Linked DNA regions of Mus musculus: regions 1 and 2 are each linked to region 3. Evidence: chromatin contacts called from public Hi-C data. All regions are on one chromosome and are shown on one strand. Each heading gives the region's core, a stretch centred on a gene start, on an enhancer-like site or on the middle of the called end of the contact. The rest is flanking DNA. Distances are from core to core; before and after follow the strand shown.

Evidence for each region. Hi-C and Micro-C count contacts between places; a contact is called where the count stands out from the background.
Region 1: a contact with region 3 is called in a Hi-C map of uterus, with 13 times the contacts expected there. The contact joins two enhancer-like sites. A contact is called at or near these places in 7 of 484 Hi-C or Micro-C datasets (the 3T3-L1 cell line, cranial neural crest and uterus).
Region 2: a Hi-C map of uterus shows a contact between it and region 3, with 4 times the contacts expected there. The contact joins two enhancer-like sites. A contact is called at or near these places in 2 of 484 Hi-C or Micro-C datasets (the HPC-7 cell line and uterus).

What each region holds. Positions count from the first base shown.
Region 1 is chr8:103,407,777-103,411,661 of GRCm38.p6, forward strand. No RefSeq gene overlaps it. Among named protein-coding and RNA genes, the nearest start is that of 1600027J07Rik, 62 kb to the left of the region's middle. Within about 2 kb of position 1,960, at least 54 of the 459 cell types and tissues checked have an H3K27ac peak or open chromatin away from gene starts, as enhancers often do. A contact at or near this core is called in uterus, where this site is marked.
Region 2 is chr8:103,314,149-103,318,311 of GRCm38.p6, forward strand. Gm39234 (a long non-coding RNA gene) reads left to right here. Exons shown (of 3, transcript XR_879135.2): 3 at 2,099-2,445. Among named protein-coding and RNA genes, the nearest start is that of Gm39234, 19 kb to the left of the region's middle. Within about 2 kb of position 2,768, at least 30 of the 459 cell types and tissues checked have an H3K27ac peak or open chromatin away from gene starts, as enhancers often do. A contact at or near this core is called in uterus, where this site is marked.
Region 3 is chr8:102,977,189-102,981,184 of GRCm38.p6, forward strand. No RefSeq gene overlaps it. Among named protein-coding and RNA genes, the nearest start is that of Cdh11, 190 kb to the left of the region's middle. Within about 2 kb of position 1,268, at least 25 of the 459 cell types and tissues checked have an H3K27ac peak or open chromatin away from gene starts, as enhancers often do. A contact at or near this core is called in uterus, where this site is marked.

The DNA.
Region 1 (3,885 bases), core at 710-3,209, 430 kb after region 3:
TGAGTCTTCTTATCTGCCTGGCCTTGCACCCAGTGACGGAAGCAGGCAGTGAAGCATCCCACAGTTCACATGTGGCCAGCAATGGGCAAAGAGTCCTCCTTCTGGATGCAATGAAAATGTTTGGCGAGAGTCTCAAGATGAAGAAATGAGTTAGAACCTGAAATTCCATAGCTGTCCAATGCCCTGGCCCCAAAATGGCTGAAAAAATTTAAACTGCTGGTTTATTTTCTCCTCTCTTAAAATTACTGTTGTTGTTGTTTTTTTTTTTTTAATTTAATTTTCCTACTTAACGTTTTCCCAGCAAAGCCGTTGAACTTTTTTTTTTTTTCAGACTTAACCACAGGATGAATTTCTCTGCATTAATGAGCAAAAATGAGCTGACAAGATGAGGCACATCCAAATGGAAAATAAATAAATAAATAAATAAATGGCCTAACCATACCATAGGAATGCACCGGATGGATGGATGGATGGATGGATGGATGATGTCCCCAACGCCATACTGTGTTTCACTTGGCTTCACACATGATGGTTACTGTCTCCTATCTAAGGCCTGTGGCAACTTCTAATTCCCCCTGAAAAACGTCTTTGGAAAACCAACTTCTGATGACATTTCTGAGTCTCTGGATTGTCTCTCCTAAGGAATCTAGCTAAAGCATGATCACTTAGGACAGAAACTGAACACAAAAGGATTCCCTGAAGGCACGGTGATAAAAAGGAGAAATAGAGTTGGCTGTTTACTCCAGTGCAATGATAAACTCTGCGAAGCTTAGGTACTTCTAGCTCAGCTTCTGACTTGTGTAGTCACAGACATCTGGCCCCCAGGCCTGTTGGATGGATGGAAGGTCACATTGCATGTCACTATGTAGGACCCACCCCCAAGCCTGGGGAGAGCAGCTTCCTTGCAGTTGTTCATTTTCCCCATGTAAGGAAAGTCGTCTTTTAAAAACCATGTGTGGTGTAGCATTTTCTATTAAAGAAAGGAAGGAAAGATGGAGGGAAAGAGGGAGATAGAGGAAAAGAAGAGAGCACAAGAGAGGAAAGAAATGAAGGAGGAAGGGAGGGAGGGAAGGAGCGAGGAAGGAAGAAGGGAAAAGAAGGAAGAAAAGGAAAAAAGGAGAGAAGAAAGAAAGGAAGTAGGATGGAAGGACAGAGGAGGGAGAGAAGGAAGAGAAAGAAGGGAAGGAAGTAAAGAAGAAAAGAAGGAAGGAAGGGAATAAAGGAGAGAGAGGGGAAGAAAAGAAGGAAGGAAGGGAGTAAAGGAGAGAGAGAGAGCCAACCCAGGGCTTAATTTTCTGCCTTTGCGTCTGCCCAGCTTCACTCCAGTTGGTTCTCATTTGTGGCAATGTGTACTTTGGAAGCAGAGCTCTCTGCCTGCCTTCCCGTTAACTCCCACCACCTGGGATATGTTATTTTGACAGGGGCAGGGATTCTGATGCTCCCACTCTGCACTGTAAAAACAGACTGTAAAAGAGGTCATCTTTTGGGGGGAGGGGCTGGAGGGGTTGTCTTGCCTGAGCCCTCCTGTAGGACTGTACTGGGAATGCAAAGCCTGGGATCCAGATCCACATACCCATCCAAGAATTGCAAACCCCAGACTCATTTGGGTGGGGTGATGGCTCTCTGAAGCTGTCTCCTCTGTTTGCATCACTTAGGGGGTGAGTCTAATCAAGATGGGCTGTGTGAGTTCAAAACAGCTGGAAAGCATTACAGGTCAAAAGTTGAAATCAAGTTAAGAACAATCGGAATGTGCAAGCCTGTTGTTTCTAATCTCTGCTTCTTCCTCCAATCCGTTCAGTTCTCCTCCTGGAATGGAATGTTTTGGTCAAGGCTGGTGTTGACTTGTGGGCCAGTGAAGGTGTAGTCATGAAGCCAGCATTGAAGAAGTCAACAGGAGGACAGCTTATATTTGCTAGGAAAACAAAGAAGGGGCAGACTCCAGGTGAAACTAGAAAGAAGGCACATATAAGAGACAGAGATATTAATGCTGGAAAGATTACTGCAAACTGTCCAAACCCCTTCCCTACCTACAACTGTGAGAAACAGAACCAGAGACATGCACGTCCATCTCAAAATCACACAGCATTTAATGGCTAAACCTCATGAGAGCTTAGCATAGGTGGGGGACTGCCATGACTTAATACAAAGAGATGAGATTTTCCTAGTCTATTGACCTTTGGCTGATAGAGCTTCTTCTGTTCTTCAGTCACTGGTCCACATCTCCTCTTTGCCACTACCCTCTTGGTGTAGTCTCCTTTCCCACTTTTGAGTCTGGGTTCTTGCTGTCCTTGTGTTATTCTTTTTTTTTTTAATTTTTAATGATTTTTTTTTTGCAAATTTCACATCATGTACCCCAATCTCACTCATCTTCCCATTCCTTTGTACCCACCCAAAATAAGATACAAAGAAAAATCTCATGGAAGCTACAGTGTGTCACAGTATGTCCCACACTACACCCTTTTGTTCATACACCTTTATTTGCAAATGTTCATTTCAATAAATCATTTTTCTATCTATTTAGAGGCCTCTAGCTTGTGCTACACTATCAATACTCTATCCTCATGGGGACTCTTTTCAGATACTCTGCTGATGTCCTATGTCATAAAGATCTTGCAGCTTTGGATCTGCAGGACCAGTCCTTTCCCCCATCCCAGCAGATCATAGATAGCGTAGATGTTGAGGTGGGTCAACTTGAAGCTCTGGATCTGGGCCTGGGAGGTAGCTGAATTTGCCAACTCACCAGTTCTCCTGTACCACTACCACCAGAACAATTTCTCTAGTGCTGCCCAGGCTAGCTCACCCAGTGCCACAGAAGGCAAGGGGCAGAGTCCACTCTCCAGCTCTCATGTCCTCAAGGCCAGCTCATGTGTGCTTTGTGAAGGAGGGCATCTCTTCCTCACCTACCCCACCCCATCCCATGGCAGACCAGGGGCAAGGCCAACTCTCCTGCACTCTTGCCCACAGGGACTACTTTCCTGAACCCCACCACCAGGATCAGCTCTACTGGGCTGCCGAGGTGAGGGTACAGGGCCTGTTCTCACTCTACTGAGTGCTGGAATGCATGAGCCACAAGGCCAGCTTTGATCCTCTCATGATTTTGGTGCCAGCTCACCTGCCTGGCACAGGCTGTACAAGGATGGTGGGAAGGAGGGCATCTCTCCCTCACCCGAGCCACGCCACTGAAAGATGGCAGACTAGGGGCAGGGCCAGCTCTCCAGTACTCACACTCTCAGGCTAGCTTACCTGCTCCCCTGCTGTCATGGGCAGCTCTATTATCCTACCCAGGCAAGGGGTAAAGCCAACTCAGCACGGTGCCTCATGCAGCAGTCTGGACTAGGGACATCTGCATGGCTTTTGGTGGTAACACAGGCCTGGGACGTCAACATAGATCACAACTGCTGTAGGGTCACAAACCTAGACATAGTCCCCGGCAGCAACATGAGCCCAGATGTCCCTATGACCTAGGGCGACAGTACAGGTCACTCAGATGAGCATGTCCCCCATGACAGCACCACCTTCAGATATTCACATGGTTTCTGGTGGCATCTGCTTGGCCTTTGGTGATAACTCTGTCCACAGATATCAACACAGACCCTACCTGCAGCAGGACCCTTGGTGGCAGGCCAGGCCAGGATCTCACCATGACCTCCTCCTCATCGCTGCCTATTACTCTTGCTGCTGCTGGTCACTGGGGGAGGGGAGGACTTGGATCTTCCTTGTGCTATTCTTACATTGGATAGAGGTCTTCTCCCTCATAGTGTTTTCAGGCATGAACCTATCTAGAGTGGCCTCCTCATTGGGCCCCTCTCTCATCTCCCTGTTCCAGAACCCAGAGTCTGGTGATCTCCCCACTCCCTACCCCTATTTACTCTTCTACCATCACTC
Region 2 (4,163 bases), core at 1,518-4,017, 340 kb after region 3:
TTCAGTGCATTCAGTCAATTAATCACTTAATAAACGAAAAGATCCTAAACAGAACCAGGCATTTCTTTTTTTATAGACAGGATAATAGTCCCAAATCTATTTAAATGTAGATGAACATCTCTTGCTCTTCTTTCTCAATTTCTTTCTTCAGTTCTTTCCCCATTTCTTCTGTTTAGGTTTGAGTTGCTGTATTGATGAGAATCCCATTACTTCCTGAGGTCCTTAAGGTTCAGTGGTTTGCAACATCTATGGGACAGTTTTCTGGGGGAAATACAATTCCCTCACTCTTGGGGCATGGCAGAAACATGGAGAGGCCAAATAGTTAGGGGGCCTTTGTACAGCTCCCCTGTGGTCCTGCATTAGACTAGCAGACTCTAGCCCATTTTGAGACAAAAGAGACCCAACCATAATTAAATAGTCATAGAAATTCCTCATAGCCTTCTGCTTTTAAACATTCAGAAGGACACTAATTAGGTGGGAGCCCTTCCCTGCCAAGCTCCCCAGCACAGAGAGAGGGTTGCCCTCCAGGATTCCTCTCTAACTAGCAGTAGTGTGTGACCCCCTCATTGATTCCCTAAATTGTGTTTGCCCCACTAATAAAGCCTAATGGTGGGAGCCAGCAGACTGCCTGCCTCTCTCCATCCAGGGGACACTGCTTTCCCCAGTGTGCACTGCTGGGCATGAATGACCCTTTTGTCTTCATTGCAAATGTTTTGGCAGGGCTTCTGAAAACAGTAGCGAATGAAAAACCACATGGTTCTAATTGTTTTCTCTGGGATCACACTGATTTCCTTAGGGTGTCCATCTCACAGGGGTGGAGCCTCTGGTGCCTGCAGATCTGCCTCTGCTGTAGACCTTTCAGCTCATTCCCCAAAACTAAGTTTTTAGAAGAAGTATCAAAATATACACAATTGTTCTAAAAAGGTATTTGTTCTCTGCTCAAGCTCATCTGGGTAAAAGCCACACGATGATTTCACTCCTGGTTAAAGGAGACACTAAACCAGTTAAAGACACCTATCTTGGGTATGCTACTAAAGCCTTCCAGAGAGACTTACAATGGGAACAGACAAGCAACCAGAGGTAGAAGGAAGAAAGGGAAAGGGGTGGAGAAAGTTACCATTCTTGCAGTGTGCAGACATTTCTTTGGATGCTCACCTTGTCACCTATATGTGGTTAGAGTTTCTCAATGGTTGACATTTTTTGCTAGGATAATTCTTTGTTCCAGGGTCTTTCCTGAATATTCTGAAGTGCGTATCAGCAGCCAGATCCCCTCCACTAAGTGCTGGTACTAATGTCCCATCTCTTGCAACTATCAAACATGTCTTTGATTTTGTCAAATCTCCCCTCTGTTGGAGGGTAGAGTTAGGAGGTTAAATTCTTCCATGTTTAAGACCCACTGAAGTTGCTGGATGAAAAAGATAATAATATTTGCAGAAACATTCAAGTGTAAATTGGTATGGGCATTGGCAATTATGAAAGACATTTTTGGCTTAGCCTAACATTACCTCTGTGACTTCTGCCTGACTCCCAACACTGTCCCTGACTATAGCATAGAGCCAGGTATGCGAAATATATGAATTAAACAGTAGGGACTGTGAACATCATCCTTGGGACTTCTGGCTGGAGCACTGTTTCTACTTGCACATCTTCTGCACTTGGTTAGTACAACTCATATCCACCAACTCTGCAATTTCCTGCCTCCACACTTTAGTCCCAGGAACAGCAGGAAGTGGGAACTCTGACTCTACCCATGACCCCTTGACTCCCACCTGGGGTGCACACATGCCAGGGGCTGAGGAAGAAGGAGGATTCCCACAGAAAAAGAAGGCTGCTGATATTTTAACAACCATATTTGGCAAGCCATTGACCAGTCAAGGCCATAGGTCAGATTCCCAGCTCTGACATTCATCTTCATGCAAAATGAAAGTCCTTGTGGTGCTCACAGATAACTCAAGCCTCTAGTTACACCCTGGAATGGATAAGATGTATCGGCAACCTGGATGTCCCCAAAGTTCTTCTGCATAGAATGGTAGATCATACACATACCATTGCTATCCTTCTTCTCAAGTCTCAAGGCTATACTTGCTTGTTTTCACAGATTGCTGACAGCAAGTTATCCCCACTTGCTTTCCACTAGCAACTCTCTGCTCCCACCTTTATGATCCAGTGACATCTCCCTGATGTTTCCTTCAAACCAAGGTTTGCAGCAATGGCCCCACCATCCTGCTGTAAAACCAGGCATGATTCCACAAGCCTGTAAGTCCAGTACTTCAGCACTAAGATGAGAGTCATAAGTGAACTGGCCAGTTAACTCACACAAAGCTGAGTCCAGCAATAAAAGGCTGTCTCAAACAAGGTGGAAGGTAAGCAACAACACCCAAGGTTGTCTTCTGACCTCCATGCATGCACCATATATGGACATATTTGTACTCACATGAACATACATTCATCATACAGAGAGAGAGAGAGAGAGAGAGAGAGAGAGAGAGAGAGAGAGAGAGAGAGAGAGAGAGTTTCATTCCTGGAAAATGTAAATGCATTGAACCATGGAGTTGAAAATACAACTGCAGTCAAAATGAATAAATCTGCTTCGGAGTAGTGAAGCATGCCTGTGATCCCAGCAGTCGGGAGGCATGGCCTCATGTGGCCCCAGCAGTCACCAAAGCAAGACCCTAACGAGATTTCTCAGGCTTGAAACAAGGAACCAGCTATACTACAGCCTCTGTAGCAATGAATAGGTTTGTGGCTAAAGAGAAGTAAAAGGAGAAATGCTGAGGGCTCTAGGCACTCTATGGCCAGCCAGACTAACATTCTTGGCTACTATCCCTAAGTGTATTACAGAGATTTCACAAGACCCTGTTTATTTCTCCTTTGTCAGGGAGTGTGGGGGTGAGAGTCGAGGGACGCATGTTCTTGGCTCACAAACCAAGTGCTTTGTTTCCTTATCATTGCACATAAAATCAGAGTAAACAGGCAAAAACAGTGCTGGTGGAGGAAAGGAGAGGCTTGTTGGTATGAGCCAGGCTTTAGCTTAAATCCTGGCCCTGCTGCCCACTTACAATCTGTGTAATCTGGGAACAGATCATTTAAGTCCATTAAGCACCAATATCTTCCCTCATAACTAGATGTAACCCCTTCCTCATGGATTATGAGTGCTACTGTTCCTACATTCAAAGCCAAATATGAGGGTTACTGCATGATTCCCACTCCATACACTGAGCAAAACAAATCCAGATATCAACACCACTAGTGATGTTACCAATACACCTCAGCCTATAATTTATCCTTCGTCTTTGAAAACAAAATCAAAATGAAAAATGATTGCTTAGGGAAGCCAGCTCATGGGGACCATATGTTGAAGCAAGCCATGGCAACATGCCACATCACAAACCAAACCCTAGAAAGGAATTTGAGTCTTCCTCCAGTGGGCTGAAGATGCTTGCTTGTATCAGGGAGGCTACTGGGGAGAAACTAGGACATAAAACATCCAGAGTTGTATATAAGTACCAAAAACAAAGGAACGCACTCACTGGGAAGCCTAGAGAATTGGAAATAGTTACAGGCCTGTGCAGGTTTAGGAAGACATACTAGCTATGAAACCCTTTGACAAACAGAGCAGAACATTACTTAGAAGGGTATACATTTCTCTCCTGCACTGTGAGCTACCCCAGCCATGCTGTTTTCACAAGTTTACTTTATCTTTGCAATAATTGTCTTGGTTCCTCCATTGTCCTTGATTTTACTCAATACTTGACAACCACAGCATCTGGAAGAAAGTATTGCTTTCTGCTTACAGTTTTATGGCACAGTTCATCGGAGTTGAGAAGTCTTGGTGGCAGGAGCATGAAGTGGTTGGTCACATTGCATCTATAGTCAGTACATGGAGAAGGACAGAATAGGTGTCTGGGTTTATCCAGCTTTCACCCTGGGACTCCATTGGAATAGTGCCAGCCCACATCAGGGTTGGTGTTCCTGCTTTGATTAACCAACACCTAAAACTCCCTTGTGAGCATTCAGATGTATCTCCCAGGTAAGTGTAGGTTCCACCACATTGGCAATCTCTATTACCCAGCATAGTAACTTGAAGATATGTCTTCTTACCTCCTTATCCTTTCCTTGTAAGAAATTGCCACCTAAAGTTCATATAGCCAAAAAAGTGACTT
Region 3 (3,996 bases), core at 18-2,517:
ACACACACACACACACACACACACACACACACACACACACAAACACACACGGGGGGTAGACAGTAATCAGCTTTGAAAGAGTTTAAGTTAGTACTAGGTGAGAACATTCAAGGTACACTCGGGAGTGTTTTACATTCTATTCGGCAGGAATACATTTTTCTTTCCGATGTCCATTTTGTATATAAGAAAATGGAGGCTCAGCAAAACTAAGCAATTTGGGTAACTACGCAGAATCGATAAGTAGCAGAAGCTCACTGGTTACTATTAGCCTGTGAAGCCAGAATCATTTCTGTTTCTGACCCATTCGGCAAATGAGGAAAGTATAGAGCAAGTCCTCACATTCATACACAATCCACTTAGCAACATCTACGTGGCAACAGGTCAGTACAACACAGCACAGAGGACTGGATCCTTGGAGAATTCCATAGGTAAATAGGAGCATGAAAAGTAAGGATGCTGGATGGTGCTTTTACCATGAACAAGGATACCTGTTAGAAGAACTAGAGATAGTTCACATTGGTTACTTGTATTTCACTATCTCAGGACGCTCCACTATACCAATTTTAGTTTTCATTTATTCTTTAAAATAAATATATATTTTAAAGTAAAAGTTACAAAGGGAAAGCATTATGTATACTTCATTGTTTCGATGCTGAAGCCTCTAGGTTTACAGAGGTCAGTTGGTTTTTAAGATCTTAAAATAAGCCAGTCTAGCTTAACTATTACCTTCTGTTCTTAAAAATAAAGTAAAGGTTATTTAGGGCTAAGATATTACTCAAGCTTCTCTGTAGACTCTTTTACTACTCAAATTAACCAGGAATTTAGAATTACTAAGAATTACACACAGAAAAACTTAAATTTTAAGCCCCCATGATGACTCTAAACCAATTGTTTTTCTCATCTGCCACACAACATGTTCTGCAGTAATGGAAGAAAATGTACACCATTTTGAACGTGAGCACAGTACTATCTGTGCCCAAGACGCTCTTCCACAGTGATAGCCTCCGCATTGGTGTGTTTCAGCACATCCTAGAATAGGACCTTAATATACTTTGTCCTTTTAGCATTTCAGTGTTCTTCCCAACTGCTAATAAAGAACAGAGACGCTGGCCACAGTGGAAGACCTCCAGGCAGAACATGGATGGCCTCTTCAAAGTCACAGAGAAGGCGGGGGGGGGGGGGGACGGACTCCGGAACCCAGCTGCCTCACAGATGGGGCTCATTATCCACACCACCCTCCCTTGTTGAAGGAAGGCCAAGAAAGAGCCACAGAAAATTAGAGGCTTATGCTGAAGTGGCCAGATGTCGAGACAACAGGGACATCCTGTCTCCACTGGCCTGGCCAGTGGTTTAAGTGTTCTTCTCTGTGGTGGACAATGTGGATGTTTTCTGCACAGGGGAGAGGTCACAGAAGCTCTGTTAAGTAAAACATCAGAGAGAGAAGCTTCAAAACAAAATCATAACTTTTTTTTTTTTTTTGCTCTTTGAACACCATGTAGATATATGAAGAAGGTTTGGATCTGTACTCTGCATACAATTACTCTGTGATATTGTATCTGTTCTCAAGTGTAACATTTGACCAGAGTGATTTCAACATTTTACATAAGGTCTCAACAACAAAAAATAGCCCACAACTCAAAATAAAGCGGCTTTCCTGAGGTACCGTAAGTATACGGAGCAAAGGTAAGACTTCAACTCTATTAGCATTGACCCTGAACTACCTTTTAGAATAGTGAGTTTTGGTATGGTCTATTTGCCAGGTGTCTCAGTAATCCTTTCAAAACCGTTTCCTTCTACAAATCCTCCAGGCCTCGCTGCAGAATTATTAAAGACTCAGTACTTCACACATTAACAAGCCCACCTCATGATGTGATTGACAGGTCTTAACATTTGCTAGGGCTGCTCTCACTTCAAACAGACCCTGCCACGACTCTCCAGGAGCTTTCTAGTCGCTTCTCTTTTCCTTAACTAAAGCTATAGTTGCCTAGAAGAGAGAAACAGCCCTTTCCAAATCTTCTGTATAAAGCATTGAGAGGTTTAGATTTCCCCAATAAGAACAAATCCCAGTGCACGTGGGATGTTGCACATGGCTCAGATTCGTGTGGTCCGGTTCAGTGGCTACAGGGGTTGGCATGCAAAGAAGCAAGACAGGAGAGTATTACAAAATGCACTGAGGCAACCAAACTTCTGTCTTGACTTCCTGAGTTGGTGAACCTTGAACGGGATATGCATTCTAGCTTCCATGCAGTCATCTGGTGTATGATATAGCCTTAGACTTCCAGATTTTAAACTTGGTAAAAGAATATATTTCTACCATCTTCACCAAACATATTAAACAAACACTAGTGAAATGAGATATAAATAGATATGTTAACCAACTTAACATAATATTTATACAGCACACATGTAGATTAGTTTATAACAGTGTACCCCATAAATATATACAATTAATAGTTGCTAATCAGAAGAATTTTAAGCAAAGAAACAAGGAGGATGAAGAGAAGCTTCAGAGGTTAAGAGTACTTGCTGTATAATCATGAACATCAATTAGTGTCCAGCAACCCTAGCACTGAGCAAGCAGGACAAGATGAAGAAAGAAGGATAACTGAAGCTTGCCAACCCCCAACTTAGGCAAGAAATAAGTGACAAGTGCTGATCTATCAGTACTTGTGGCTCATTCCCATTACTGTGATGGGACACTTAGTGACTTCCTCTTCTAATCAGAAGCCGTTTCTTATAGTTGTGCTAAGCCTTTGTTAAATTCCCAACTGTAGAACGTGGAGGAAGGTAGGTTCAATAATTAGGACGAATCTGTCTTTAAAAGACGAAAATCTCTTCTAAAATATGGGGTGAGGGAAAGAATGGGCAAATTTAAGGAACCTAAAATGTGAGTTAAAATATTTTCAGATGTTTTTTGACTGCTAGTTGGTATCTGATCAATGGCAAATACCCAAAGCTGTGAGAGAATGAAAGAAAGTCATAGGATTTTTGAAGAAGCTGAGATGCAGGAAAAGGATTGGATAAAGATGACCAGGAGGCCTACTGGGTATCATACTGAGGTTTGTTTATAGTCATGGCCAGCAGGCACAGGTCTCCTGGAATAACTGTAAAAATAAAGGCTTTGGTTCTGACAAGTTGTTGTTTAGCTACTAATAGAACTGTGTGAAAGCACAGGATAAAGAATTATGTTGGGAGAACTTTACTCTCCCACATCCTCAGGCCAATGTGCAAGTAAAATAGGCAAATAAACACACAAAGGTGAAAATCAGGGTGAAATCACTGCTTGAGTGTTATATTTCTGCTAAGTTCCAGGTTTCCCAAAGGCATTCATATGTGGGATGAAATCCGGAGAAAAAATTCTATCTCATGAGATGCAATGGCCAGAGTGGGAGATGGTTTCAGTAGTGGATAGGTAGCATAAGGATCGGCAGAACATCCTTCATCTCAAATACATCAATCTCAAAGAAACTGTGTCTTTAAGAATTAGAAGGGAAGGTTGGACCAAATGTGACAATGAATAAAATAGACAGCATTCTTTTTCGTGACTTTGATCTTTGTCAAATAAGGCCAAGTTAATATAATGTTTTATATATTTGTATACTATTTATGTTTTGTATTTTTGATTTTAGTATTTCCAATATTTAACTTCTGTAGGCCTTCAGAAATTATTTCAGGTAGACCATATGCAACAACTTAGGAGAAAAAAATGAATACAAATTCCTAATATTTACCATATTGTAAGTAAGGATTCCTATAAAATGAAGGCCATGTAACATATCAGACTCCATGACTGGATGTGACTTTTTCAATGGGTTATCCATCATAAACGTCAAGGCATCCATCAGTAAGGCTAGTGGGGGACTGTGGCACTTATGATAGCTTTCACGTACTCTTTGCTCATAAGTGGATACTAGGTCTGTGATTCCAACATGGCTGTCCTGCCTCCTGATCACAGGTTCTGAGTCATTGTTTCAAAAAACAAATGGAAAAAAATAA